Linked DNA regions of Mus musculus: all the other regions are linked to region 3. The links are chromatin contacts, called in public promoter capture Hi-C maps. All regions are on one chromosome and are shown on one strand. Each heading gives the region's core, a stretch centred on a gene start, on an enhancer-like site or on the middle of the called end of the contact. The rest is flanking DNA. Distances are from core to core; before and after follow the strand shown. Region 1 holds the start of Prkcsh (protein kinase C substrate 80K-H). Region 2 holds the start of Ccdc159 (coiled-coil domain containing 159). Region 3 holds the start of Eif3g (eukaryotic translation initiation factor 3, subunit G). Region 4 holds the start of Rp9 (retinitis pigmentosa 9 (human)).

Region 1 (7,084 bases), core at 3,591-6,090, 1.1 Mb after region 3:
AAGGCCTTCCGGTCACCCTCTGCGGCAGACAGAGGTCACTGTCACTAGGTAGGTGGGTGGCACTTCCCAGAGAGAAGATCTACTTGGTAGTGGTGGTGTTTTTGTTTGTTTGTTTGTTTGTTTGTATATTTTAGTTTTGTTTTGAGATAGGGTTCCATGTAGCCTGGGCTGGCCACACACTTGTCATATAGCCAAGGCTGGGTATTGCTCCCCATCCCTCTGCCTCCCAAGAGCTGGGATTGCAGCTGTGCACCTGTCAGATTACATCCAAGTCATGCAGAGCTGGGATTGGAGTGTGCCAGACAAGCACCCTGCTAGCTGAGCTACAGACCCAGACTCTTACAGAAGAGGAGCGGGAGGAGGGGGAGGAAGAGAAGGAGGATGAGGAGTGGAAAAAGAGCAGTGTGTTTGTGTGAGAGCATCCACACATGTATGGGGTGGGGGTGGGGCATACACCCATCACTTGGAGACCAGAATGACATTGGTGTTCTAGCCCATTCTTTTATCTTTTTTACAGATTCTATTTCGGAGGTTGGAGAGACATGGCTCAGCAGTTAAGATCCAGGGCTCTTCCTACAGAGGATCCGACTTCAGTTCCTAGCATCCAACTGAGTGGCTTACAGCTGCCTATACCTCGTTTCCAGGGGATCAGACTTCCTCGTCTGGGTTCCTTGGACACATACACTTCTATGCATAGACCCACACACAGATGGACAAATGTTATATACATTATTAAAACAAAGTAATATACATTGTTAAAATTTAAGATCTTAAACTAAGTGTGTGTGTGCATGTGTATGGGGGCTGAAAACTGCACTTGGGTCCTCTGTAAGAACAGTATCTTCCCTGCTGACTCATCTCTCTGGTCTCCCACCCATTCCTTTTGGAGGTGGGGGTCTCTCTGTGACTTTGGGGCTGGAACATCTGCTAGGCTGAAAGTCAAGAAGTCCCAGTGAAGCTCCGTTCTCTACCCGGCCAGCAGCTGAGGTCACCGGCACTTACAGGCACACCCAGCTGCTTCTGTGCTCACACTGAAATTCTGCTCTGCAGGATTTTGAAGCAAGTGCTCACAATTGTGTACTCTCATCTCTCCACCACCATCACCCTCTTTGGTCTTGCTTTTCTCAGAGAAAGTCTCTTATAGCCTAGGCTGGTATGGAACTCACTTTTGTAGCCTAGGCTAGCCTTGAACTTTTTTTTTAAATTAAAATATTTATTTATTATTATATCTAAGAACACTGTAGCTGTCTTCAGATGCACCAGAAGAGGGTGTCAGATCTCATTACGGATGGTTGTGAGCCACCATGTGGTTGCTGGGATTTGAACTCAGGACCTTCAGAAGAGCAGTCAGTGCTCTTAACCACTGAGCCATCTCACCAGCCCTAGCCTTGAACTCTTGATCTTTCTGTCTCCAAGTCCCAAGTGTTGAGATGCTAGGTGTGCCCCACCATTCCTGGTACTCAAACTCTTTTGCAATCCATCTTTTGCTTGGTTTCCTTAAATAGGGTCTCAGTACGTAGCTCAGGCTACCTGGGTCCTCCTGCCTCAGCCTCAGTCTCAGCCTCCTGGTATACACCACAAAGCCAGTGTAATGGTCCCTGACTGTTGAGAGAGGGTACACATGGGATGAATTCTGATGCCCTAAGGCATAGTAGAATAATAACAGCAGAAAACATCTCATGTGTTTCCAAATAGCTATACAAAGGATTATATGCCCCACACAATAATATCAGTGATGTCTGATGATGACAACGCCAATTACCACAATCTAGTTATGATACAGTGTTCTATAATACAACTCTGCATCCCATAAACATGTATAAGTATTCCACATCAATCAAAAACCTTATGAGCTAAATAGATGTGGTGGGTCACTTAGCAGGCAAAGGCAGGCAGATCTCTGTGAGTTGGAGGCTAGCCAGGGCTATACAATAAGATCCTGTCTCAGAAAACAAAAGATAAACAAACAAAAAGCAAAAATCAGGGACCGGAGAAATGGCTCAGTAGTTAAGAGGCCAGCTTTACCAGAGGTTGATTCCCAGCACCCACAAGGCAGTTCACAATGGTCTGTAACTTCATTTCCAGGGGATCTGATACTCTTTTCCTACCTTCAAAGGCACCAGGAACACACATGGTACACAGACATACATTTAGGCAAAACATTCACACGCATAAGATAAAAAAGTATTTTTTTAAAAGAGCAAACCCATATAGTGACGGCTGTAGATCATGCCTCGTCTGTATGAGGCCCTGAGTGTGATCTTGAGCAATGAGCAGAACAAAATGAATAAGCAATCCGGTGTGGAGGCGCGACTTCAGCCTCAACACTCAGAAGACCTTGGCAGGCAGGTTTCTAAATTCAAGGCCAGCCAAGCCTACAAATCAAGTTCCAGGGCAGCCAAGGCTACCTTCAGAGACCTTGTCTCCAAACAAACAAACAGAACCAACAACATTGTCTCTCCAGCCCCTAACTTTCTTTTATTATGGGATAAAAATATCAATCTCTAGCATCCTATAAATCAGGTAGCATGCTTGATCATACCTTTTTCTCTTAGCATGAGAAAGGTAAAGGCAGGAGGATCAGAAATTCAAGGTCCCAGGAGACTAAACTCAGGTCATCAGGCTTGGTAGCAATGTCCTCATTTGATGAGACATCTTGCCGACCTACATTTCCTTGTTCTTTCCTCTCTTTCCTCTCTTTCTTTTTTTTCAGACAGAGTCTTACTCTGTAGCCCAGGTTAGCTTTTAACTCACTAGATACTCAATACTGTCCTCAAACGAATGCCAATCATCCAACCGTAGCCTCCCAAGTGTTCAATACAGACATGGGCCACCATGTCTAATTTACAGTATTTTTATTTTTTATGTATTTATTTATTTTCATTTTTTTTTTGAGACAGGGTTTCTCTTTGTAGCCCTAGCTGTCCTGGAACTCACTCTATAGACAAGGTTGGCCTTGAACTCAGAGATCTGCCTGCCTCTGCCTCCTGCATGCTGAGTACTGAGAAAAAAGACGTATGTCACCACTATCAGGTTTAAGATTTCTTCTTAATAATATGAGCAAAATCACAGTAGGCTTTTCCAAACTGTGGCATAAGCAATATTTGGTCTTGATAATTCTTTGCTGTGGGGGCTGTATTAGGCCTAATAACATGTAAAGCCTTCTCCTCGCCTATGCCTAATAAACTGGAGTAGTACCCTCCTGCATTCAGCAAAATGATAAAAAAGTCTGCAGACATTGCTAAATAGTCTCTGGGAAGGGCAGCATTATCTCCTCCCCCTCCAGGGAAGCCACTAGTTTTTACTTTCTACTACTTAACAATGCACTATATGAGCATTTTATGAATGTCAAGTACTACCTGTGCAGTTACTATGCCCATTTTACAGGTGGAAAAACTGAGTACAATTAGATGACTCTAAGTTCCCCAAGATCAAACAACTTTTATGCAGAGCAAGGATTCAGACCCCAGAGAAACAAACTCTCTTTGGGCTGAAGATATAACTCAGCAAAGTGCTTGAGTAGCATGAATAGAGCCCTGGGTTCCAGCCTCAGCACCGCATGATGCCCGCATGGTGGCACATGCCAATCACCCAAAAAGGTGGAGCTAGGTCTCCTTTGAGTTCAAGCTAGCCTGGGCCACATGAGGCTAACTCTCAAAAATAATTTAATAAATAAATAAAATTTGGGTGGGAGGGATAATGGCTCAGTGGTTAAGGACATTTGCTGCTCCTGCAGAGCGAGGAAGGTTGTTAGTCTCAAGCACCCACATTGGTCAGCTCATAAACACCTGTAACTCTAGCTCCAAGGGATCCAATGCCTTCTCCTGGCATCTGAGAGTACTGCACTCTGCCCACAGAAACGCAAAACAGAACAATAAATAAAGAAAAACAAACTCTAGAATCTGTGCTTTTCACTCACCCATATGCACATTAGAAGAGGTAATAGTACAAAGAAATGGGAAAGAAAGATAAGATTTGAGTGTTTGTTTCAAGTTGGTCACATAGACTCGTGCTGGAGAAACACATAGCGCCTACTCAGAAGACCTGGTGGGCACGGTTGATCCCGGATCCTTCGGTGCAGTCTGCAGCCATACTTACCTAACAGTTGGATTTTTCTTTGTAACTCAAGCACCTGTGCGTGCACAGAAGACTTCATTGCATGGAAGGAGGTTGCTGACTTGGGATGATGTGCAGGCCAGGCCTGTGCCCGGCCCATAGACTTGCTTCGGTGAACCTTACTGCCTTTGGCTTTGGAAGAGGGCGCTGGAGCTTGCTCCGGGCTAGTCACCGTGGTGGTCGCGGCTGCCCAGCACAGGGGGGACGTCATGGTGATCGGGTTAAGGTCGGGAAGCCTCTAAGGGGTAGGAGAATAACTACAAGTTGGCCTCTATAATCCAGGATCCTAAACGCTGGTTCCCTAGGCTCTGGGAATGCACTTCTGCTAACTGCCTGGCTGCGGGCCTCTTAGCATCTCCCGGTTGCTAAGTAACTTCCTCCCCCCGCCCACGTTCCCAAGGAAACCGCCCGCGTTACACTCCACTGCTCTTATTGGCTGACTCGGTTCGGAGGGGCGGTCCCACAAAGAGGCCCAGCGAAAGAGAGGCGCGAGCGTAGCGGTCACGTGACGCCTGCGTGTTCGCTGGCAGTGGCCAGTAACCCGCCACTCCCAAGATGGAGGCACGTTACGCCGCCATTAAGCGCTACACTTCCGATCTGTTCTAAGGTTAGGTCTTCATGTTCCTACTCAAGATGGCCGCCTCAGCGCCCGCACACGCACTCTTGCCACTCCTAACATGGCGTCCCGGAGTTGCCGTTCGCCAAGAGGGATGAGCAAAACGGAAGTGACGTATCCGGAGCGTTCCGTTCTCTTATTCTACTGCAGGAACCGTGGCTGCTGAGCTAACCTGGTGTGGTGGCTATTGACCTTTGCCTCTACCTCGCGTAGGTGATGAAGTAGCGATGGGAGGAAGGCACCCTAGTTTCTTATAGGTTGCAGCAGGGTGGGTGGTGTGGAGGGATCGTAAATCCTTTGAACCTTTGGCGGGAGTTGCCCATTTCACCTCTTTACCGAGAGACCTATGGTTTTGAGTTCACTTTGAGACTCTTCCACTGGCTCGGGGCGGAGAGACGCCCCTTGCCCTTGCACTTCCAACTCCGATTGTGCCCTCCTTTTCCGGAAGCAGTGGTGAGGCCGGTCTTGGGTAAGCTGCCTTCTCCCAATGATTAGATGCTTCTTCATTCTTTCCTACAGTGAGAGGCCATCGCGTATCTTCCTGCCGCATAACACACTTCCGGTCTCGGCCCGGACGGGATGCTGCTGCTGCTGCTACTACTACTACCCCTCTGTTGGGCTGTAGAAGTTAAGAGACCCCGGGGCGTTTCCCTCAGCAGTGAGTCTCTTCTTTGTGCATCGGGAGGGGCGTTTCAGCCTTTTTCCTCCGTTTCCCGTAGCATTTCAGCTGGTGAGTGAGTGGGACAGAGGTAATATTTATTTAAGATCTGAGCAGAGCTTCTTGTTTCCCTCACCAGACCATCACTTCTATGAAGAATCTAAACCTTTCACCTGTTTGGACGGCACAGCCACCATCCCATTCGATCAGGTGAACGACGACTACTGCGACTGTAAGGACGGTTCAGATGAGCCTGGTGAGCGTTTGCATTTGCCCATCGCCCATTAAATGAGCCTGCTAAGCGCAGATGCCCCAAAGAACTTGGATCTCACTCTCCTGTTGCTTCCTGCTCAGTGAGCAGAAGCAGGCACAGAAACAAGATCCCTGTTGGCTTGGATTAGCTGAGGGGCAGTGTTTGTAGGTGCCAGTCCTGGTTTCCATTCCCTATCAAAGGAACAAATGTCCAGGTGTATGACCAAGTCAGCAAATGTCATTGCAGGAACCATGAATGGCATTCAGGAGGAGGTGAGGTTTCGAGTCAGGAAGAGCCAACAGAAGACCCTCTCAGAAGTGGGAGGAGGAGGGAAACTGAATGGCCTTCTAGGGATTGATGAAGGCAAAGAGGAGTGGAGGGGAGTTGCCTGGCCTTTTTGAAGGGCCTCCGGAGAAGCTGGGGAATACTGGAGGATTGTGTTGCTGGCCCCTGAAGATACAGTTTCTTCTTGGTTGTGCTTTAGTTTATTTTTGTTCTGGAGACACAGTCTCTGGTGGCCCAGCCTGGCCTTGAGCACACAGTGTAGCTGAGAATGACCTGGACCACGGGTTATCCTGTGATCACCACCAGAGTGCTGGGATTACAGACGTGCACCACCACACCCGAGTTACACTTACTTTGCTGGAGCCCCCCACAAACAAATGTGGCGTGGGGAACACGCATCAAACTTTTTTTTTTTCCTGTAGGCACAGCTGCTTGTCCCAATGGCAGCTTTCACTGCACCAACACTGGGTACAAGCCCTTGTACATCCTCTCCAGCCGGGTCAATGATGGGGTATGTGGTAAGTGCAGTGCGGGTCCTCCCAGGATCTGGGGAAGGTCGGGCCAGCCAGGGGGAGACCTCACCCACTCTGCTCTTGGCCCTTACCTTTGCTTCAGACTGCTGTGATGGCACAGACGAGTACAACAGCGGCACGGTCTGCGAGAACACCTGCAGGTGGGTGGGGCCCCTACCTGGAAGTCAGGCTGCTTCCCTGTCCGCTTACTTTTTCACCTCGCCTTTGCCTTTTAAGATTGTCACTTACTGAGTGTGGCGGCACAGGTCTGCAGGCCCAGCACTAGGGAGGCAGGTTTACTTTTATGTTATGTGCGTGTGAGAGGGGTAGCATCTGCTGAGGTCAGGGGAGGGCGTGTGACCCCCTGGAGCTGGAGTTAGAGTCCAGACTCAGGTCCTCTGGAAGGAAGATCAGCTAGTGAAGTCTCTCCAGCTCCTCCCTAGTTTCTTTAGAGATACAGGCTCTTCCTCTGGGGGCCCAGTCAGCGCCTCCTTCCTTAACCTCCTATAAGCGTGCGCCCCCACGGCTCCTTCCATTCTTTTGTGACTCCAATGGCCATGCCCCTTGGGATCCCACATTACCAGCGTTCCCTCTAGGTCTGAGGTAGTTGAGATTGTTTACCTGTTTATAAATGGGAGATGGGG
Region 2 (7,733 bases), core at 1,492-3,991, 1.0 Mb after region 3:
GCACTTGGGAGACAGAGGCAGGTGGATCACTGAGTGACAGGTAGGGAAACATAAAGAAACTCTGTTATCAAAAACAAAAACAAAACAATAAAAATAAATCTTAAAAAAAAAAATCACAGGTGATGGGAGCTAATTTGGTAGGGTACCTGTCTGGCATACACAAAGCCTTGGGTTTGACTCCCAACATTTCATAAAACTATGTGTAGTAGAACATGTCTGTGATTTCAGGAGGCAGGAGGATCAGAAGTTCAAACTCACTTCCACATACCGGGTTCAAGACCCTGTCTCAAAAAAATAAAGACACTACTGTCTGTGTAAGTAAAAAAATAAAAACAAACCTCATATCCTTGTAGATTGTAAACCTAGCATGTGCAAGGCTCTAGGTATCCCCAGCACTGTGAAAACTGCATCAGATAAAGGGCTGGGGAGGTCCAGTCAGTAAAGGGTTTGCCATGTGGGCATGAGACCTGAGTTCAATCAGCCAACACCCAAGTTAAAAAGCCAGGCATGGAGGCTCATGCCAACCGTCTCAGTGATGAACAGACAGAGCTAGGAGGATCCCTGGGGATTCCCAGCCAGCGTGTCTGACTAAATCAGCGAGAGCTTCAGGTTCAATGGGAGACCTTTTCTCAAAAAAAAGAAATAAGCTAGGTGGGGTGGCACAGGCCTTTAATCCCAGCATTTGGAACACAGAAGCAGATGGATCTCTGTGAGATTGAGGCCAGCCTGGGCTACAGAGTGAGTTCCAGGACAGCCAGGGCTCTGTAGAAAGACCCTGTCTCAGAAGAACAAAAATAAATAAATAAATAAATAAATAAGCCAGATGGTGGCAGCACATACATTTACTCCCAGCACTCAGGAGGCAGAGGCAGGCTGATCTCTGAGTTCATGGCCATTCTGGTCTACAGAATGCAAACCTAGCATGTGCAAGGCTCTAGGTATCCCAGCACTGTGAAAACTGCATCAGATAAAGGGCTGGGGAGTAAATTCTAGGATAGCCAAGGTAACACGGAGAAAGCCTGTCTTAAAAGTGTGTGTGTGTATATCTATATCTATATATGAGAATGTTAGAGGGAGACACCTATCATCAATCCCTGGTCTTTCTTTCTTTTTTTTTTTTAATCTCCCACCCCAACCCCTGGTCTTTCTATATAAGATTGTACACATGTGCACATGAATGTACACACACACACACACACTGAAATAACACAAATCTCCTTAAGTGTTCACTGGAGTCTTGAGGACTCTCAAATCCTCATACCTGACTGACTTCCCACAGTGTGAGGTGAATCCAGGCTCGCTGTGGTGCCAAGATGCAGAGGTTGATGAAGGCACAGCCCAAGGAGACGTGAAAATAGACTGGGAAGACCTTGCTCTGCACCAGTCCAAATGTGTGCCGCGGGAGGCTCCGAAAAAGCAGGAAGCCTGGGAGGTGGAGGGCCACAAACACCGTTAGGTTGCTTCCGGGTCCCCCTCCTACTCAGTCCTCACTCTAAATAACAGGTTGGAGGGTCCCTACCTGAGATAAAGGTCACCCACACCTGCATGCCCCAGGCACCAGACAAGACCAGCAAGTGGATGACTTTAATCAGACTTCCCGGGTCCTCTCCTTTTTCCATTCTGCAGCCCTGGGAAGGAAACAGTGGTGACTCAGCTTAACCTTCGACCCCCGAGCTTTGAGGCCTTGGCAGAGAGTGCATAGGGCCAGCCTCACACTGGTGCAAAGATGAGAGAAAACAGCCTGGAAATGGCAGTTGGAAGACCCAAAGTAGACCCTAGACAATCTCAAGCCCAACCAGTCGATCTGGGCTCAGGCTTGGGGCTGGAATCGTGGCTTTGCGGTCAGGGACTTTGTTGGTGCTGGCCTTACATGCTATCCTCCATACTTGCAAAATAATAGTAATAATAATAAGTAAATAATATCACCCAACATGAAGGCTTGTACCTGTAAATCCCCAACACTTGGAAGACGGAGACAGGGGAGTTGCCACTTTTCTAGCTCAAAGTTAGAAAAAGATTCCTCAATTCCAAAAAGCCTTTAAAGACGTAGAAACTGGCCTGGTGATTCACAGTTGTAACCCCAACATATCAGAGGGTGATGCAGGAAAATCACTGAGTTTGAGGACTGCCTGACATACTGTGAGACTCTCTCAAAATAAGGAAGCAAGCAAACATCTCAGGTCCAGCTGAGCAAATGGCTCAGCGGGCAGAGCGTTTGCCTCACGTGCAGGAAGCCTCGCGTTCCGTCTCCAGTTCTGCATAAAACAGGTTCTGGTTCTAGTCTGTCATTCCAGCACAAAAGTAGAAACAGGAGGGGCAGGAGTTGGAAGCCAACCAGAGATACATGAGACCTTGTCTCAAAACCAAAATTCTAGAACAAAAGACTCTCTCTAAACCACAATGTCCACTGCACCCCAAAAGCTTGAATCCCAGCAGCTCAAGTTCACATACTTAGGTTTTCAGGGATTACCCTAGCTCTGCAGACATCTAAGAGCCCTCATCCGGAACCCGAGATATTCTAAGAACATCCCAAAACACCCCCGGAGCCCCATCTGACCCCACCGTTGGAGCACACGAGCTCAGGCGTAGGGACCAAGAACCGTGGCAGCTCCAGTGCAGCTCCGGCTTGCCTGAGATTTCCCAGGTTTTCTTCCGCCCCGCAGGCCTCGCCCCACCTCCCAGCCAGAGCCAATGAGATCACAGCTCTCACTCCTCTGGACTCTCCCACTTAGGGATTGCCCAGTTGGCTTGCGGGAATCAACTGGCCATCTCGCCTCTCCGGACTTCATCCAGTCTCACCGAAGATGCGCAGGCGCCAATGAGCTCCGCGCCTGAGCGGAGTGAACGGGCGTGGCTTATGGGAGGACCACGCCCTTCTCTGTGACTCCACCTTTGGCCTCCCCTCGTTTTCCAACGATGGTGTCCTCAGGGGATCAAAACTTCAGCGTCACAGCTGGGGACTGGCTTCGTGGTCCCTGATGGGAGAGCATGAACGGGTGGTATGCTGTAGTAGGTGGGAATGGAAGAGAATGGGGAGACTGGAAGGGTGTTAGATTGACAGAACAAGGGGTTAGGACTAATAGCAATGGTTAAGCTTCCAAGCTCGAAAATTTTTCTGGAGAAGGGGACAGCTGAAGATTCAATTGGGGTTGTGGGGAGGGCAGGCAAGGTTGGGGACCTTCTGGTGGTGACGCTCAGAAATGTGTCTTTCCTTTCCCGCTCTAATCTTCGAGGGTATCTGTGGTCCTCAGGTGACATTCTAGAACAAATTTCATTTACAAGCATTGGACTAAATCTGTGTAATCAGGGCAGCCCAATATAGTATATATAATTTTTTCCCCTCCCAGATAGATTCTCACTGTGTAGCCATGGCTGGCCTGGAACTAGCTTTGTAGACTAGGCTGGCTTGGAACTCAGGGACCCCCTGAGTTCTGGGATTAAAAGGGCTGAACTACCACATCCTGTCCTTTATGTGTTTTGTTTGTTTCAGATTTAAAAAAATTTTTATGTGTATTAACGATTTGCTTGTATATATGTCTGGGCACTGCTTTCGAATCTAGTGCCTGTAGAGGTCAGAAGAGGGCATCAAATCCTCTGGGACTGGAGACACAGACGGTTGTGAGTCACCCTATGGGTGCTGGGAATTGAACCTGGGTACTCAGGAAAAGCAGCTAAACCAACTCTCAAGCCATTTTTTTTTTTAAGGTTTTTGTGACAGGGTCTCTTGCCCTGACTTGACTGAGACTCACTAAGTGGACCAGGCTGGCCTCGAACTCAGAGAGATTTGCCTGCCTTTGCCTCCTGAGTGCTGGGATTAAAGGCATGTGACTACTTTCTGTCCCCTTTTTAAATATAAAGCCTTGTTATCCTTGTTGTGCATGAGACATGTCTTACGAGTGCGTGTGTCATGGCACGCACGGCAGAGGACAACTTTACGCAGTTGGTTTTCTCTTCCCACCTTTAAGCTGGTCACTGGGCATCCGTTTGGGTTTACCTCTCCTCTGACTTTCACTTCTGCCAATACTGAGGAGATTCTGGCTGGAACATCTCTGAGGAGTCTCTTTGGGGAAACACTAAAGAGATCAGGTGTCTGGGGCTGGTTCTTAGTTGGCAAAGCACCTGCCTAGCGTGCAGCTGGGTTCCACCCCAGCACTGTGTAAACGGGATGCAGTGACACACGCCTGTCGTCCTAGCCACCGGGGAGGTAGAAGATGGAGAATCAGCTGTTCAAGATCATTCTTGGTTACATAATGAGTTGGAGGCTAGCCTGGGCTACATGAGACTGTTTCAAAACAATACATAGCTAAAACCAAAAGGATGGGGAGTTAGTGGGCTCAGAGCTCCTCCCATGCCCCCTTTGCAGTGACTCTCTTTTGGCTGGCCTATCCCGGGACTCTGACGACTGTGTTTCTCATCTCTGCACACCTCCGTTACTCGCCATCACATCTTGGGCTGCTAAGGAGAGGAGCCAGTACTCACCACCTCCTGGAGAGCCTGGTAGACATTTGGAGGCCTGGGAGGGGCTGACAATTACAAGTGGCTTTCACTTGTCCCTGAAGGAAACCTTTGTCCCCCTAGGGCCCTCCTCAGACAAGGCTTTGGACTGTATGACCCACTGGTCCAGGGTTTTGGAGCCTGAGATCGTGAACACTGCTTCTGAACAAGCAGGGAAGTCTGGGGCCTGGGAGAAGGAGTGGGACTCAGAACCACAGCCTCATGAGGGTACACCCTGTTCCAGCTCAGACGTGAACAAGGACCATTATCATGACCAGGACCTTGTGAAGAGGAACCACTGTGTAGCCAAGGTTAGCCAAGGTTATCCCCACTTAGGGTATCCCCATTAACCTAAGAGTGAACTTGCTGTGCACTACTATGGCGCGTAGGGAAGGGGTGCAGGGCAGGGTCTGTACTCTGTTTCAGAACCTAGAACAGCACTGCTGAAGGGAGGCAGGGAGGGGCAGAGTACCCGGAGGGATCCTACTTGTGTGCCTTTGCTTGTTTGTCACAGTGGCTATTGTAGCCCAAGCTGACTCTGAATTTGCTCTGTAGCCAAAGCTGGATTTGAGTTCCTGTTTCTTATGCTTGCATCTTCTGAATGCTAGGATTCTAGGATGGAGACATTATGTCTTTGTGGGTTGTTTTCTGTCTTCTGAAACAGGGTTTCTTTGTATAACCCTGGCTGTCCAGGAGCTTGTTCTGTCGACCAGGATGGTCTGGAACTCAAAGATGTACCTGTCTTTGTTTTCTAAGTGCTGGGATTAAAGGGGTGCACCATCACTGCCTGGCCTGTCTTTCATTTTTTGAAGGTGTGTGTGTGTGTGTGTGTGTGTGTGTGTTTGTGCATATGAGTATAATTCCTTTAAGGCCAGAAGAGGGCATTAGATCTCTAGAGCTGAAGTTCTGGTAGGTAGTTTTGAGCCCTCTGACCTGGATAATTGGATAATTGGGTCTTCTTAAAGAACATTATGCATTTTTATTAAAAAAAAAAAAAAAGCCGGGTGTGGTGGCACACACCTTTAATCCCAGCACTCGGGAGGTAGAGGCAGGCGGATCTCTGAGTTTGAGGCAGGCCAGCCTGGTCTACAGAGTGAGTTCCAGGACAACCAGGGCTACACAGAGAAACCCTGTCTTGAAAAACCAAAAAAAAAAAAAAAAAAAAAAAAAAAAAGGCTGATTGGAAACTCTGTAGACCCGGATGGTCTCAGATTCACAAAGAGCCACCTGCTACTGCCTCCCAAGTGTCTTTAGCACAAGGTGTCCATGGAGACCAGGGTCAAGCACATTGGATCTCCTAGAGCTGGAGCTTTAAATGCTTTTGGGCCACCTAACCTGGGTGCTGGGACCAAATCTTAGGCCCCCCAAAGACCAAAACATTGAACTGACTCTTCAAACGTGAGGATGTCTGACGTTTTGTGTTTTTTTGTTTTGGTTTGTTTGTTTGTTTGGCTAGTTGATTGGTTTTTCTTGGTTTTGTATCTATATGGTTTCTTATTGTGCGTGAGACTCATACTAGTGACTAAAATTGTGTGTCCATATGGCTGATTGTGTTTAACAGCTTGTGGCTGGGTGGTTGTGGTGCACACCTTGAATCCCAGCACTTGGAGGCAGAGGCAGGCGGATCTCTGTGAATTTGAGGCCACCCTGGTCTACACAGTGAGTTCTAGTACAGCCAGAGCTGCACAAAGAAATCCTGTCTCACACAAACAAACAAACAAACAAACAAACAACAGTTTGTGGTGTGTCAAGTAAGTGTTGATGGTGTTTGTTGTAGACATTGCTGTAGCTGATGTCTTGTGCTCCGAAGGAGAAAGGTCAAACCAAGGACAGCCTGGCCTCTGCTTTACGTCAGGGTCAACCCGGAGTTCCATAGACAGAGATGAGGCACACAGTGCACTTCTGAGCATGTGCAGATGATAAGTGTGGGGGTGGGGGTCTTGGATGAATAACCATGGACATAGTTTTGCCTGATTTGGGATAACCAGACCTCAGGAGAACCACTCCTGCCCTGCGCTCTGGGGAGGGCTATAACAAGGTAAAGTATCTAAGGATACATTCTCACACTCCTCTCCTCTTGCTCCAGAAGTCCCTGGAGCCCAGCTCAGCCAAAGTAAAAGGTGAGCATGAGACCGGACGGGAAGACATTTGGGTTTCTATCCCTGCTTAATTTTCACTTCTATATTTACTCCCTGTGTTTGAGGGTGTGTGCCATGACCTTTGAAGGTTAGAGGACAACTTACCAGGGTTGGTCGTGGGATCGAACTCAAGTCACCTTGTCTTAGTGGCAAGCACCTACCCACAGAGCCACCTTGGAGGGATACTTTCCACGTTCTTCTTCTCTAGTTTGAGGCCCATGCTCATTAAATGCTTCAAGGGGTCTCCTGCTCTATGCCTGCCCCTCTGCTTCCTCTGTCGCCCCATCTCTGCCCTGATCTTACCTCAGCCATGACTCGCCCTCGCCTCTGCCCACAGTTAAGAACACCATGATAATTCCTGACTCTCAGAAGCTCTTGCGATGCGAACTGGAGTCTCTCAGGAGCCAGCTGCAGGCTCAGAGCAAGGTGAGTCCCCTCCACCCTCTGCATCCCTGTTCTCATCCTTCTTCCCACTCCAAGAGGCCTCATCTCCTGCCCCTCAGGCTTTCGAGTTCCTGAATCACTCTGTGACCATGCTGGAGAAGGAGAGCTGCCTACAGCAGATCAAGATTCAGCAGCTTGAAGGTGAGGGTGAGATAGAGGCCAAGGTCTGAGGAAGTTTGTGGTGAGTGGAAATAAGTTCCAGGTCAAGGTCAAAACAGGCTTTAAAAGATGGGGTCAAAGCTAGCCTCATACCCACAGCAGTTTCCCACCTTTTGAGGCTGGGCCCCAGCTGGTAGGGCACTTGCCTAGCATGAATGAAGTCCTGGGTTCCATCTTTAGCCTGGAATGAAACTGGACCAGGTGGTGTGTGCCTGTGATCCCAGCACTTGGGAGACAAAAGCCAGAGGATTATTCAAGGTTATCTAATTAGGGAGTTGAAAGTCAGCCCAGGCTAGAGATTCTGGCTGAGAAATAAAAATAAGAACAGAAGCCTCAGGCTGAGGGATGGCTTGTCAGGTAAGAGCACTGGCTGCTCGTGCAGAGGACCCAGGTTCTGGTCCCAGTATCCACGTGGTAGCCACCACCCTCTATAACTTCAGTTCCAGCTAACAGGACACCTTCTTCTGACCTCCATGGGCACCAGGCAAAATGCCCACA
Region 3 (7,858 bases), core at 641-3,140:
AAAAAAAAAAAAAGGTTGAGTACAGGGCTCCACTGTGCCGCTGGCAGTTTCTGGGCTGCTCCATGGCCAGCCTCCCACCAGGGACAAAGGAGGAATCACCCAGACCTTAGGAACCGAGCCAGTTAAACCTGAAACTCATTTCCTGCCTGTAAAACAGGGGCCACAAAGCTCCCTGCCTCCCTAAGCTGGCCTGGAGCCTGAGAAGCTGTGTCTTGCTGAACGCTGGCACGGGACCTTGCTCTCAAGCGTCGCTGTCCCTCCTCTACAAGCCCTCCCCCCTAGGTAAGTAGAGGCTGCTTGCTTCTTCATGTAGACAGGTCAAAGGAGAGAGAATGGAGGTCAGGATGCAGGAGGCTGAGGCAGAAGCATTTAGAATGAAGACCAGAGCTAGAGCCTCTCAAAAATAACAAGCCAGCAAATGGTGGCAATGCCTTTAATCCTAATGCATGTGGATCTATGAGTTCAAGGTCAGCCTAGACCACAGAGTGAGTTCAGAACAGCTAGGGCTACACAGAGAAACCCTGTCTGGAAAAACAAACTACAAACAATAAAACCCAAGAGGGCTGGGTATGTCTCAGTACAGTGTCTGTCACACAAGTGTCCGTCAGACTCTGACCCCGAGCACCCACAGTCAAACACTGTGCACAGAGGCAAACTTGCATTCCCGGTGCAGGCCAGACAGGAAGTGGGGACAGCAGGGTCCCTGGGGCTGTTAGTGCCCAGCAAGCCTAGTCTAGTTCCTAATACCGAGAGACCAGCTCAAACCAAAAGTATGCTGTGCCATGTGCTGGGGGGGATGATGCTGCGCACATCCGCACACAAAAGGAGAACAATAAAAAAACAAAAGTAAATGAATAAATAAAGCATCTAACTTCATCTACTCCTGGGCCCTAACCTTTCAAGGCCTAACACTAAACGTTTACTCCACATCAACAAAAAGGGGCTTCCCAACTCCTCAGGATCAGCCCCAGAGAACACCCTACCCCCCAAATGAGGTAGAATCTCACCTTCCTCCTTGCCACAGCCTTTGATGCCTTCCGGGTCTCAATCCTGAAGGTTCTGACAATCTGAAGATGAATAAGAGAGGAGTGCTTCCAGAGCCTCAGGCCCTGTCTCAGCCACTGACACCCCTCCACCTGAACCCCTGAACACAAAGGCACTGGCCCTATGTGTCCACTTCGACCTCACCTTGAATTTCTTCCCATCTTCCTCTATCTTGTACTCAGTCACTGTCTTTATGTTCCCATTGATGACTTCCTTGGGAGGTGGCAGCGGGTCTGGAGGAAGATGACAGAAACTGATTCCCGGGTAATGGGGACTGGCTGGAAAGTAGGCTTGAGAGTCGGAAGGGAAGAGGAAGCAGGCAGGGATGGACACTGCTCACCTCCGGGCAGTAACTCGGGCTCTGGACTGGTGTCCCCGGTGGGCAGAGGGATTCCTTTCAGGAGCTCGCTGGTGACACATTTGTCTGCCAGAGGGAATTCGGGGAGGAAGGTAGAGTGAGCCACGGGACGGGAACTTTCAAGTCAGAGAGAGAGTGTGTGTGTGTGTGTGTTGTGTGTTTGCGGGTTGCACCGGGGGCACAGCGCAGGGCGAGGGTGGGGCTGGCCACGCGCGGCCCTAGCCGGAGCGTGGGCCCCGGGAACAGGCAGCGGGCGCGGCCACGCTCGGCACTCACCGTCCTCTCCCTCCTCCTCCACCTGGTCGGCCCAGCTGGGCTTCGAGCTGCGGGGACAGGAGATTGGTGAGCGGGTCCCGGCCCCCCGCGCCGCCCAGACCCCCACGCACCCCAGAGCAGCCCCCACGCGGCCTCCCCGGCGACCCCATCGCCACCCCACGCATACTCAAAGTCGCCAGTCGGCATCTCGAAGTCTTAACTCCACGCAGCTCCCAGCCCGGGTAAAGACAGGAAGCCGGAGTAGAAGAGGCTTCCGGTGCCGCGGCCGCAGCCTAGAGCGGCCAGACCGCGGTGAGCACAGCGCCTCCCTGCGGACAAAGGTGGACACGCGGCTCTCGCGCACCGCAAAGCGCTGAGATCCAACCTGGAAAAGGGGTCCAAAAAAAAGCTTCAAAGAACTTTTTAAACTTTTTTTTTCCCCCTTTGGGTAATGGGGCTAGACGTGAGTGTCTCACTCTATAGATAGGATAGCCTCACAATCCTGTCTCAACTCCAAAAGGCTGAAAGTACAGGCTCACGAGCAGTATTCCCAGGGTGGCCTTGAATTCATAGCTGTCTTTCCACCTTACTCTCGTCCGTGCTGGGAATATGAACATGAAATCGCCACACCCGGAACTGATTCGTTCTCTCCCTCTTCCCGGAGAATTAGTTTTCAGCCATCAGTAATCGCAGTGCTGGAGGTGGAAGCTGGAAAATTATGAGTTAAAGGCCATTTTCAGCTACCTCGTGGATTCCAGACTAGCCTGCGCTCCATGCGACTCTGTCTCCAAAACTAAAGGTGTCTTGCTTTGTTCCCCAGGCTTGCCCCTGAACTCCTAAACGCAAGGAATTCACAAATAGCTGGGGCTATAATTGTGTGCCAACAAGCTTGGCTGAAAAGCACGTGTATCAAGAATGCCCTCGCCCCACATCGTTTAGAGGATACCAGGATTCTGGTTTGTTGAAGAAGAAACAGACTCAGACCAAACCCTTTTGTCCTGTGCTAAGACGTCCTTTCTTTGAATAAGAGGCCACCTGGTCTCCTGTGCCTCCTTTGCTGTGTAGCATGCTAGGGTTTATCCTACAACCTTGTTGTGCGTTTGTATTATTTGAAGACAGCATGCTTGTGCATACATAGCACACATGGAGGTCAGGGGACACTTTGCAGACAGTCTCTCCTTCCACTATGTGGGTCTTGGGATTGATCTCAGGCCTTCAGGCTTGGCAGCCAGCCTCCTGCTGTGGTCCAGGAGTCCCCTCACAGACCACACGAGCCCCAGTCTCAGTCAGAGAGAGGCACTTTATTGAGCATACATGTCAGGACTGGTTAACCAGGGCCACAGTCCAGATTCAGGACCTGAACTGTGACCCTGACTTAAGATCCTGCAGGGTTTTTAAGCCTCAAATCCACAAACATCTGGGCCAAGTCACATCACCAATCAGGATTCAGAAATGGGGGGTTTACCTGGGAACATGGTTTTGCCTTACACGTATCCTGCTCCCATTGGTTGGGTATTCAACGGTGGCAAGAGACTTTCCTTGTTGAACATTCATGTCTCAATGTGCCAACCAGGTTGTCAGTTACCCACGCACATGTCTTTCTGCCAAGTAGGATGCCAGTTTCCAGGGAGGTCTTGGGAACTTAAACTTTACTCAGTCATTACTCAAAATGGAAGTCTTATTCCAAAGGGTTTCTTATATTGGTGCAGTTCTCTCTCTCATCTATTTATTTTATTTATATAAACTTGAGCTGTCTGAAGACACACCAGAAGAGGGCATCAAATCCTATTACAGATGGTTGTGAGCCACCATGTGGTTGCTGGGAATTGAACTCAGGACCTCTAGAAGAGCTCTTAACCACTGAGCCATCTCTCCAGGCCAGAGATTTCTCTCTTATGTTGGAGTCCATCCCAGGGACAGCTTATACAGACAAATACCATAAAAATTTATATATGGCTAGTAAGTGCTGCTGGGTGGTTGGTTCAGGTCAAAGCTTATTATGGGTAACTATTCAAAAAAGTTCTACTAACTTCTATCATGATTGGTTTCCAAGGGCACAGGGCATAACAGAATATGTAATCAGTTTTGGCATTAGAAAGTTTCCTAGTAACAGCAGAAACATATGAGAAAGTTTCCTTATAATGGTAGGCTAGCCAAGTAGGCTACCTAGGCCTTGACATTTTATCTAGGCCTTAATATTTTACCTAGGTCCCAGTACCTCCTTAGCTGCAAAAACGTTGCAAGCTCTATTCCTGCCACCTTAAACTCTCTCCAGTGCTAAGCTCCTGTCAAGTAAGTGGAGGTTATATCAGATTCTCTGCCGTAGGAACATCCACTCCAAGTCCATGTGTCTGTTTGGGATGCTGGTGGGGAACGGAAAGCAGGGAGTTGGGCACACTAATACTGACCTATACTCCTAACACTTAGAACTTGTATCTTAAGCTGGCAAGATGGCTCAGTGGGTGAAGGCACTCTCCACAAGCCTGCTGCCTGGAGTTCAACCCTAGGACCCATCTGAGGGAAGGAGAGGACTAACTCTAGCAGGTTGTACCCTGAGCCCCACACTTATGCTGTGGCCTGTTCTCACACACTGCATCGTAGTGGGACCCCTGTAGAATCAGAGGATCTAGGGTGAACATCAGAATGAATAGCTGCTTTCTAGATGGACTTCGACCTTGAAGAAATCCTGTGAGACTCTTCAGGATTCAGTCCAGAGGCTGAATGTCCCTGCTCCCAGCTCCCAGCCAGGCCTCGGGGCTAAGAAGGACAACGCTTCATAAAAATGTAATGGGTCGGGCGTGGTGGTGCACACCTTTAATCTCAGCACTCGGGAGGCAGAGGCAGGCAAATTTCTGAGTTTGAGGCCAGCCTGGTCTACAAAGTGAGTTCCAGGACAGCCAGGGCTACACAGAGAAACCCTGTCTTGAAAAATCACACACACACACACACACACACACAAAATGTAATAGAATCAGAGGAGGTCAGGCAACATCTAAGGATGGTATGGCCTTAAAAGGAAATTGGTTAACTAACTTACATTTGGTTTTTACTGTTGTTCTCTCTAAGGACACAATAAACAAAATGGTCAGTTTCAGTGCTAGGAAGGCATAGGCAGAAAATCCGAGAGTTTGAACTCAGCTGGGAATGAGGAAATAGAGTGGGGTCGTGAGTCAAGTAACAAACAAAGAACAGACTGAAGAGTTAGTTCCAGGTCTCCGTCCTCCCGGCTGGAGAACACGGTCACTTTAAGTAAGGTTTCCTGGGGTGCCTGTGTTTTCTTGTGAAAAAAACTTGTTGCAGTTGTCACTAGAGGGCAGAGTAGGACAGTGAGAAGGAAGGAGGTTGGGGACCAAGGAAAGAACCCCAGCTGCAAAGCTACCTTTTAGAAAGGACCCACTGGGGACACACACATGGCTGAGGCAGGAGTGCCACCTCAAGATCAAGGCCAGCCTGGCTTACACAGTAACATCCTGTTTGTAATGAAAAAGAAAAGAAAAAGAAAAGAAAAACGGCCAGGTGGTTTTTAAAGGTACAAAATTAAAATACTGATAGGATTTCTCCTTGGAACCTAGTAGTTTGACAGGTGGCAATTTGTATGCAAAGACTTGACAGTTAGAAGGCTGTGCAGTGGAGGGGAGGAGCTGCGGATACCTGTCATCAGCTCGGGTAGGAGCCGGGAGCCTCCAGAGGCCGCTTGCACTGCACAGTGAAAACCCATAGATAAATAAGTAGTGTTGCTCCTTCTCTGGGGAGCAGTCTTGTGTAGCTCTGGCTGGCCTCAAACTCGCTACGCAACTGAGGACGACTTCAAGCTACTGCTCCTCCTACTTCCACCTCCCCAGTGCTAGGATGGCAGGCAAACATTGTCCCGGCTGGTTTATTTCATGTTACAAGTGGAGCCCAGTGCATGCTGAGCCCCAGTGCACGCTGGGCAAGCCGTCTTAGGCAGATTTTTCTTGCTGTGATAAGCACCATGACCAAACGCAACTTAGGGAGGAAAGGGCTCATTTTATCTTACAGCTTGTAGTGCTATGCTGAACGAAGCCAGGGCAGGAACTTAAAGCCTGAAGCAGAGGCCATGGAGGAGCACTGCACGGAGGAGGCTTGCAACCCATGGCTCCCACAGTTGGCTTTTGACTGTTTTCTTTTGGAGACGGTGTCTATCTCCCGCCTGTCTGGGGACTGGCTATTTAGACCAGGCTGGCCTCTAACTCACAGAGATCAACTGCTTCTCCAGTTTGGGGATTAAGGCATGAGCCACCATGCTCAGTCCTTCAGTAGTTGAAAAGCAAAACAAAGCAAGAGATCACTGTGTAGACCAGGCTGGCCTTGAACTCACAGTGATGATCCACATTCCTCTGCCTCCACAGTGTAGGAATCAGGGGCGTCTGCTATGCCTGACCCTTAAAACACGTTTTTAAAACATTTTTTAAGCCGGGCAGTGGTGGCACACACCTTTTAATCCCAGCATTTGGGAGGCAGAGGCAGGCGGATTTCTGAGTTTGAGGTCAGCCCGGTCTACAAAGTGAATTCTAGGACAGCCAGGGCTACAGAGAGAAACCCTGTCTCAAAAAAAAAATTTTTTTAAAATTTATTTTGTGGGGCTGGAGAGATGGCTCGGTGGTTAAGAGCACTGACTGCTCTTCCAGAGGCCCTGAGTTCAATTCCCAGCAACCACATGGTGGCTCACAACCATCTGTAATGGGATCTGATGCCCTCTTCTGGTGTGTACTCATATACATAAAATAAAGAAATAAATCTTTAAAATGATTTACTTTGTGTGGTTGGTTAGTGGAGATCAGAAAATAACCTTCAGGTATTGGTTCTCATCTTCCATCATTTGGGCTCAAGGGATCTAACTCACACATTAAGCTTGGCTGCAGGTGTTGCTGTGGCCCTTGCCCTGTCCCCGAGCATCATGTCATTACTGAAGCTTTTCCCTTCACTGTGGCTCAAACTCCCCTTCAGCCTGGCGCCATGCACTACCCCTCAGGAGGCAGATCTGAGGCTTGAGTTTTTTGCCTCTATGCTGGCTCCCTTTCACTCCTCTAGAGGCTGGGTGTGAATGTGTGGTGGGGGTGGAGAGGCAGGGTTGTTAGTTTGGTACTTGAGAAGGGGGGGGGGGGGGGCAGGAGGTCGAGACTAGCCTCAGCTACACGAGTCTGAGAACGGTCCAGGCCATACAGAAGACTATCTCAAAACCAATGTAATTCTGCAGCATTTACCAGGGATTTGATGGATCTCTCAGATCCTGTGGCATTCCACCCACTTCTAGGTATTTGCCTTTAAAAGAAACACAGTGCTGTTTCGCCCAGCCCTTTGGCATATACTAGACGAATCCCTTGAAACAGATAATGCAGCTGGAAATAGTGCCTCACACCTGCATACAGCCTAGGATACATAAATGAGCTCAGGGCTAGCCTGAGCTACAAAATGAGACGTGTCTCAAAACAACTAGCATAAACTGTCTCAGGTCAGTCTCACACCAATGACCCCAGCACTCAGGAAGCCAAGGCAGCCAGATGACAGTAAGTTCAAGGCCAGCCTGTGCAACAAGTGAGAACGAGAGAACGCCTGGCCTGGACAGTGGAGGTAGGTAGGCATTGCTCAAGGTTGCTCAGGGTACGTAGAACAAGTTGATGTGTTTATAAAAAGAAGGGGGATATGTTCTATGGAGGTGCAGTGAGGTATAGGGGAAGAGGGTGTCTCAGTGGGCCCATGTCAAGGCATCTCTTCCCGCTGAGGGACCAGTCACACAACTGTATAGAATTTATTCAGGGCATGGGGAGGGGAGTTAAGAGGGTAGTAGAGGCAGAGAGAGGGAGACAGAGAAAGGGAGGAATAGAGGTTGGCCATGACCATGTGGAGGGAGGGTACAGAGCGGGAGCAGGAAGGGAAGAGCAAGAGGTCAAGAGAGCAAGAGAGGGAGGAGGGGGCAAGTAGCCCCCTTTATAGTGGGTCAGGCCTACCTGGCTGTTGCCAGGTAACTGTGGGATGGAGTTTAGACAGAGTGCTAACATTCCTCCCATTTTGGTTTAACTAAAAAAGATTAGAAAGATGTGATGGCAAAGCGGAAATAGGGTCGTTGTGATAGCTGGCTGCTTCCTGCTGACACTGGGGTGACGTTGTCTCTCGGGAACCTAGAGGGATGGGTGTGGGGATGTTTGCCCAGTCTCAGGAGAGTGGGCTGCTTCCTTGTCC
Region 4 (7,366 bases), core at 1,881-4,380, 1.6 Mb after region 3:
CAGTGGGTCCTGAAGGACAGCAGTATCAGCCTGGCGACTCTCAAGGGAAGTCACTGCTGTCTGGCAGACGATGAAGGGTTGGTTCCTTTACACAAATGCAGACAGAACAATGCTACATGGGTTAGGTATGAATACATTCTCTGCTAAGAGTGGAGAGACTACTCCGCTAACAGTGAGATAAACACTTGAGAATCTGAGGTTCCAAAGTCTTCAGCCTCAGTAGAGAACTGCTTCATCTCTAGGCCAAGTACAGGACCCAGTCCTTACCAGTCAGTGTCCTAACTATTATGGCTGACCCTGTCAGAGGAGAGAACTTGAATCTGTACTGCAATTCAGCCAAGTGTATAATGGGGTCTTTGGCTTGATCTTCCTCAGCTTAAGCTCTGTGGCTACTCCAGGGCACACTTAGAAACCATTAGACTATCTATGCCCATCTGGAGCCAGTCAATTATATCAGAGTTGATATTTTTCCTTTGTCGCTGTATCCAGAAATGCTAGAAGCAACCAGACAGCATTGTTAATCTCCTTTTTTCCCCACCAATTGTTGGGAGTTTTACGTACAGTGTAACCCCTGCCCGAGCCTGAGCACTAAATCCCTTGTTCCTCACGGTGGGTGGATCAGATCATCAAATGCATGCTTCTCAATAGCTCACTCTGGGCTTTCAGTGCTCTCTATGCTTCCAGGAGAGGCGTCAGCAAACTGCAAAGGCTATTCTGAGAAGCTGCTAGCAGTTCCCTCTACAAGGCTGGATGTCTGAGCTCATCTGTGGTATATGCTGGAATTCCGAAGAAGCAGGTTTTAATACTGGTGATGGTTTAATCATGAAAAACAAAGGCTTCCAGTATATTCCCATTATCATTGCTGGGTTGTAAGCATTAAGTTAGTATTACTTTCAAGTAGTACTGTGCTAGAATATTTTATTACATTACATTTTTATATACTTATTTATTTAGTGTGCACGTAAGTGTGAGCGCACATATGTGCCAAGGCACATGTGTAAAGGTTAGAAGTCAGGAGTCTGTTCCTGCCTTCTACTCTGTGGGTCCTGGGCATTGAACCCTGGTTATCAGGCTTGGCAGCAGGGCTTTGCCATCTTGCTGGCCCAGAATATCTGATTTTAAAAATGCCGCTAATGTTGCTGCCTTACGTTTCATACAGAACTGTCCCGTGGTGCTGGAGAGATGTCTCAGTGGTTAAGAGTACTTGTTGCTCTGGCAGAGGGCCCAAGTTTGGGTCCCAGCACCCACATGGCTGCTCACAACTACAAGTCCAGTCCCAAGGGGTTCAATGAAGTCTTCTGGCTTCATCGGGCACCAGGCATGCAGGAGATGCAAGTACATACGTGCAGGCAAGATATTCATAATAAATAGATCTTTTAAAAAATGTTCAATTAGGGGCTGGAGAGATGGCTCAGAGGATAAGAGCACTGACTGCTCTTCCAGAGGTCCTGAGTTCAAATCCCAGCAACCACATGGTGGCTCACAACCATCCATAATGAAATCTGATGTCCTCTTCTGGTCTGTCTAAAGACAGCTACAGTGTACTCATGTACTTAAATAAATCTTTTTAAAAAATGTTCAATTTTTTTTTTTTTGGTTAGGATCAAATTTGCAACAATTTCTGAAATGGCCCTAAACATACTCCTACTATTATCGTATATTCTATGTACTTATGCATAGTGACAGTGGTGTGAAAGCTTCAACAATTATAAAATCAAAATATAAAATCATTCTGAAAAATGTTGAAGATGTTCTACATCCTTCATCATTCAAATATGCAGCCAAGATTAAATTGTGTAAAAATAAACAAGTAATCTATCTCATTAGTATTCAATTTTGCTTTTGTTTTTAATCAATGGTAAAACTGCATATATAAGAACTGCTTTAAACACATTTCCTTATGTCTTATTATCAGTAAGTGTTTGACTTGTATCCCCTATTTTACATACCCATACTCATGCAGTAGTGTGAAAATTTCCTAGGTGAAGGAGGTCACATGTAGAGAAATTTAATTTAAGAGGGCGCTCTAGTCTAAGGTGGGAGGCTCATGAGCCCTTCCTTGTCTTAGACACGAACAGGATGCCTGGGGTTGTGGGCATATAAGAGGGAAAACTCCATACTGAAACACCATCACTGAAAGAAGAAAATAACACACAAACAATGTGCCAGTGATGTGTCAAGCATAGATAAAATGATCAAAGGTGGCGGGCAGGTGAGGTAATATGCAGGCGCGCGCGCGCGCACACACACACACACACACACCACACACACACACACACACACACACACACACACGGAGACTTGTTTGCATAAGATACACACAGGGAAACTTGTCTTCAAACACACACACGAAATGTCTGCATAACAAACATCTTCTACAGTCTCCTACAATGTCCTGTCCTCACCACGCTCAGCGTCCCCAAACCTCTCCTCCCCGGTTCTGACTTTTACCTCGGTTTAGTTTGTGGACGGGAGGCCCGCCACCTTCCCTCACCTACATGCGACTCTACACTACAGTCGTCGCAGGTCATCGGGCTCCACCCTCAGGCCCGGCTGCGGGTCCGCTGCCTTCCCGCGCGTCTCCCGCAGTTTCCACCCTGAGCTTCCCGCCGATGCCGTCCGTGGTAGTGGACAGAGGCTGGCGTCCTTCGACCCCCAGGGGCTCCGAGCTCGGCTTCCGGACGCGTCAACTGCCATTGCCACGGTCGCCGTGGCGGGGACAGTGGCCGGCCTCCCTCCTCGCGTCCTTCCGCCGCCCTCGAGCAGAGGGAGCCGGGGGCTCGCCAGGCCGCGACGCCCACCCGTCGGCGGCGGCCCGCACCGCCCGCACCCGGCCCAGCCGACTCACAAGGACTCCAGGTGCTTGAGCTGCTGCAGCTGCTGCGCGTCGTGCCGCCGCCGTTTCTGCTCCCGCCGCCGCTGCAGCTCGTGCTCCGGCGGCTCCCGCGGCCGCCGAGACCCGGCCCCGGACGACATCGCGACCCGAGGCGGGCTTAGAAGGTGGAAAGTCGCCTCTTCCTCCCCGCAGCGCAACCCCACCAACGTCCCACCGGCCCGTGCCGCAGAACGCCGACAGGGAACGTGCAGCCAGGCCCCCGCGGCCCTGAGGCCTGCGGGAACCTTAGCTGAGAGGGGCGGGGCGGGCCGGGGCGGGGCGAAGGCGGGCGGGGCCCGAGGGCTTCCGGGTGCTCCAAGTCGCCTGCAGGCCACACCCACTTCTGCGACTCGTTGCTTTCTATTTTTTTTTTTTTTTTATATTATGAAGGTTTTAAGTATTTGTGGGTGGGCAAGGTGTCAAAGGTCTTTAATATCAGCACGCAGGAGGCAGAAACACTGACCTGTGAGTACGAGGTCAAGCTAGTAAAGTCAGAGACCTGGGGAGATCCTGTTACAAAGGAAAAAGAGAAAAGATTTTATTTCTACGTATATATTTGGGGTGGTGGTGCAGGGGTGGAGTTCGGTAGTTGCCCAGAATTCAGAAGAGGACGATGGCTCTCTAGAATTGGAACTGTGGGCTATATGAGCCACCCTATGCTGGGAACCGAACTCTGGTTCTCTGCAAAAGCAGTATGGCCTTCTAAACTAAAAGCCTTTTGGCTGCTACTTGTTACCTATGGATTCATCCATTCTGGGAAGAAAACAACGTTCTCTATAAAATCTTCAGTTTCCCAGACTATGCGAATTCGTAGTAAAAACACAGACCAATATATTCATAATATTTTATACCAAGATTTTTGGTGATGCAAATAAAAAATAAAAGCAGACACACAGTATCCTGCAGAGGAGCATCCTTTTTTAAAACTTGCTCTTCCTCCTTTGCTCCTATAAGCGGTGTCTCAGGCCGGAAGCTCCACTCGGAGCGTTCCAAGTTAGGTCTCTACACTTATCCAAAGGTAGCAAAGAGGAACGACCGAGAAAAAGAAAGAAAGGTATTAGGCTGGCATTTTGGTACTCAGCAGAGGCAGGCAGTTCTCTATGAGTTCAATCTGGTCTGTGCTGCTAAATCTTTTTTGTTTGCTTGTTTTATTTATTTATTATTATTATTATTATTATTATTATTATTATTATTATTATTATTATTTTGGTTTTTCGAGTCAGGGTGTAGCCCTGGTTGTCCTGGAACTCACTCTGTAGACCCGGCTGGCTTCGAACTCAGAAATCCGCCTGCCTCTTCCTCCCAAGTGCCTGGATTAAAGGTGTGCACCACCTGCTGCTAATTCTACCAGCCATAAGCAGAGCCTGACTCCCAGTGCGGGAGGGGCAACAAAAGGATACTAATCACTGTGGCCCACACTGAGAAAATAGAGATGAGTTTCACAGCCTATTTCCAGATAACTGGCACGAGGTTTTAGGATGTAAGGAGGGGAAGATTTGAGGCAGGGATCAGCTACCAACAATTAAATATTGGTCAAACCATGTTATGATTGGTTATTTCAATCATTGTCTTGCAAGGTAGTCACATATACCTCATTACTTGAGGGGACAATCTGTTTCCCATGAAGGTGACTGCTCCACTGTGATGGGGTGGGAACTGGGGACAGCTTCCTGGATGATCTCATTCAGAATGATCTGTTTGTGATGCTCTCACCGTTCCTGGACTCTAAAGCTGATGGTTGGGAAGGGGCCTTTTCCCAGGTCTGGAATAGGCCTCTGTAAAATCTGACAGTAAAATACCGTAGTTACTTTTTGTGCCTTAAATATTGGAGAGGGAGCAGATAGACTAGATAAATTCAGGGTTAATCAATCTCATGTCTCCTGTTTTTAGGTAAAACAACCAACTGATTAGGGTCTGAGGCATGCTACGCTACCATTCAATAAGTATCCCAACTTAAATGAAAATAAAAGTAAAATAAAAATGTCTTGGGGTTGAGAGGTGGCTCAGCAGTTAAGAGGGCATGCCATTCTTGCACTGGGCCTGGGATTGGTTCCCATACATACAGCAGCTCACAACTGTGTGTTATTCCAGTTCTGGGAGATCCAGTGCACGCTCTTCTGGCCTCCATGGGCACTGCACACATGTGTATACATTTAGGGGAAATACTCATATACATAAAATAAAAATAATCCTTTGTAAAAGTGTCGAATGCTTAAAACTCACGAATTGAAAATTTATTCCTTAAATATAGATGGAACTGGGTCTGCAGCTCAGTGCTGGAGCTTAGAATGCACAGGCCCTGTGTTAAATCCTCAGCACCACAAAAATAATAAAAAGTATGTTATCTTGGTCAGGCATGGTGGCATATGCTGTTGACTATAGCACTAGGGAAGCAGAGACAAGATCATTGAAAGTTCAGGGCCAGCTTGGTCTTCATAGGGTAGCCAGGGCTACATATTGAGAACTGATCTCAAAAAACAAAAATAAAACCACAACAAACCATGAAATCAAGTGGTGGGCTAATATACTGAGGTTATGAGCAGATAAAGTGATTTGCCTTAGAACTACAAACTAGTGTTTTACTCTTAAACACTAAGCTGGGGGCTAGCACAATGAGTAAAAGCACTTGCTGCCATGACTGACCAAAATCTGATCCCCAGGGACCACAGACCAATATGGCGGAAGATAGAACTGACTGCCGCAAGTTGTCCTCTGATCTTTACTCTGTACATATGTACACACACTAAGTAAATTTGTGTTTTAAAAAACCATTAAGGGGGCTGGTGAGATGGCTCAGTGGTTAAGAGCACCAACTGCTCTTCTGAAGGTCCTGAGTTCAAATCCCAGCAACCACATGGTGGCTCACAACCATCCGTAACAAGATCTGACGCCCTCTTCTGGAGTGTCTGAAGACAGCTACAGTGTACTCACATATAATAAAATAAAATAAATAAATCTTTTTTAAAAACCCATTAAGGACTGGAAAAATGACTCAGTGTTTAAGAGCACCGACTGCTCTTATGAAGATCCTGAGTTCAAATCCCAGCAACCACAAGGTGTTTCACAACCATCTGTAATGATATCTGATGCCCTCTTCTGGTGTGTCTGAAGACAGCTACAGTGTACTTACATATAATAATAAATAAATCTTTAGGGAGGAGTGAACAGGGCCAGAACGAGTGGGGTTGACCAGAGTGAGCAGAGGTCCTGAATTCAAATTCCCAGCAACACATGATGGCTCACAACCATCACTACAGCTACAGCATACTCATATATACATAAAATAAATAAATAAGTAAATAAATACTTCTTTAAAAAAATCAGCCGGGCATGGTGGCGCACCCCTTTAATCCCAGCACTTGGGAGGCAGAGGCAGGCGGATTTCTGAGTTCGAGGCCAGCCTGGTCCACAATGTGAGTTCCAGGACAGCCAGGGCTATACATAGAAACCCTGTCTCTAAAAACAAAACAAACAAACAAAAATCATTAAAAAGAAAGCACTAATCTAGGAAGAACTGCTTTCTGGAAGTCGATCTAGCCACAGGCAGAACCTGCCTACGCCAGCCATGTCAAGTGCTTTGTGAGACACTCAAATTTAGTCAGCAAATGTAGTGTCTAGAAGATATTCTTACTAGTGGGAAAGTCGAAAACAAAAACAAAACTAGTGGGAAAGTCTTTATTGTTTGTATTTTATTTCATTTTTGTGTTTCCAGACAAGTTCCCATGTAGTCTAGGCTAGCCTGAACCCTTCACATAGCAGAGGATGGCCATGAACCTCTTCTCCTCCTGCTTCCACTCCCCACAGGATGGGATAGCAGATGTGCACCAACAGGAAGAGGCGAGAGCATTGGAAGTCAGCCCCCATTATGGGAATTTGGATAGGGGGTTGTACGGGTAAACTTCCTAAGTTTATGAGGTTATTCCTCATAAAGATGAGACCTATAGGAGAGGAAGAGGAACCAGAAACTCGTGGTCCTGGAAGCCACAAGTATTGGGGATTTCTTAGGTGATTAAGTAATAAGTAGGGTGTGTCTGACCCGTCTAGGTGTGTAGCTTGTGTTTATAGCAATTGAGTTTTGAGTTCATTGTGCGAGCAGTTTGTGGGTTGAGAATTTGCTAATTTAAATCTGACTGATAAATTACAAGCCTCTAGAGTTTTGATTTTACCTGGTTCCTGGGATTTGTGACAGCTAGATGGGCAGTCGCTACATGAGGCTAGCCGCCAGGGCCAGAGAGACCGCTGGGGCCAGAGAGTAGCTGGCATTAGCGTGGGTTGGTGCTTTTTTATATTTCACGTAACAGAATGGCAAGCATGTCACCGACTGAGCGACCTCTGCCTCTTTCCCCCGGTTCTACATCCTATTATACAGCCCAGGCTGCTCTCAAACTCATGCTCCTTTTACATCAGCCTCCCAAGTGCTGGGATTATGGGTATGAACCACTGTGAACAAGCATAACAAAATTAGAAAGGAAAAAATATAAAATATATGGT

The links. Promoter capture Hi-C pulls out the DNA fragments that hold promoters and counts their contacts.
Region 1: a promoter capture Hi-C map of liver shows a contact between it and region 3, with 6 times the contacts expected there. The contact joins the promoter of Prkcsh here to the promoter of Eif3g in region 3. A contact is called at or near these places in 5 of 39 promoter capture datasets (the 3T3-L1 cell line, hippocampal neurons, liver and 1 more), 1 of 484 Hi-C or Micro-C datasets (CD8 T cells) and 2 of 9 other capture datasets (adipose tissue and liver).
Region 2: a contact with region 3 is called in a promoter capture Hi-C map of liver, with 7 times the contacts expected there. The contact joins the promoter of Ccdc159 here to the promoter of Eif3g in region 3. A contact is called at or near these places in 3 of 39 promoter capture datasets (liver and second pharyngeal arch cranial neural crest).
Region 4: a contact with region 3 is called in a promoter capture Hi-C map of pre-B cells, with 9 times the contacts expected there. The contact joins the promoter of Rp9 here to the promoter of Eif3g in region 3.

What each region holds. Positions count from the first base shown.
Region 1 is chr9:21,998,148-22,005,231 of GRCm38.p6, forward strand. Prkcsh (protein kinase C substrate 80K-H) reads left to right here and starts at 4,841. Exons shown (of 18, transcript NM_008925.2): 1 at 4,841-4,941; 2 at 5,252-5,390; 3 at 5,530-5,646; 4 at 6,351-6,446; 5 at 6,544-6,601. The coding sequence starts at 5,312. Ccdc151 (coiled-coil domain containing 151) reads right to left here and starts at 4,487. Exons shown (of 13, transcript NM_029939.3): 1 at 4,099-4,487; 2 at 1-19. The coding sequence starts at 4,327.
Region 2 is chr9:21,924,730-21,932,462 of GRCm38.p6, forward strand. Ccdc159 (coiled-coil domain containing 159) reads left to right here and starts at 2,742. Exons shown (of 13, transcript NM_025977.3): 1 at 2,742-2,999; 2 at 4,364-4,497; 3 at 4,579-4,805; 4 at 6,581-6,614; 5 at 6,970-7,058; 6 at 7,136-7,217. The coding sequence starts at 2,989. Tmem205 (transmembrane protein 205) reads right to left here and starts at 2,806. Exons shown (of 4, transcript NM_178577.5): 1 at 2,563-2,806; 2 at 1,520-1,628; 3 at 1,262-1,425. The coding sequence starts at 1,619.
Region 3 is chr9:20,896,700-20,904,557 of GRCm38.p6, forward strand. It overlaps Eif3g (eukaryotic translation initiation factor 3, subunit G), which reads right to left and starts at 1,891. Exons shown (of 11, transcript NM_016876.3): 1 at 1,845-1,891; 2 at 1,679-1,725; 3 at 1,385-1,468; 4 at 1,189-1,277; 5 at 1,008-1,067. The coding sequence starts at 1,864.
Region 4 is chr9:22,465,226-22,472,591 of GRCm38.p6, forward strand. Rp9 (retinitis pigmentosa 9 (human)) reads right to left here and starts at 3,131. Exons shown (of 6, transcript NM_018739.2): 1 at 2,849-3,131. The coding sequence starts at 2,976.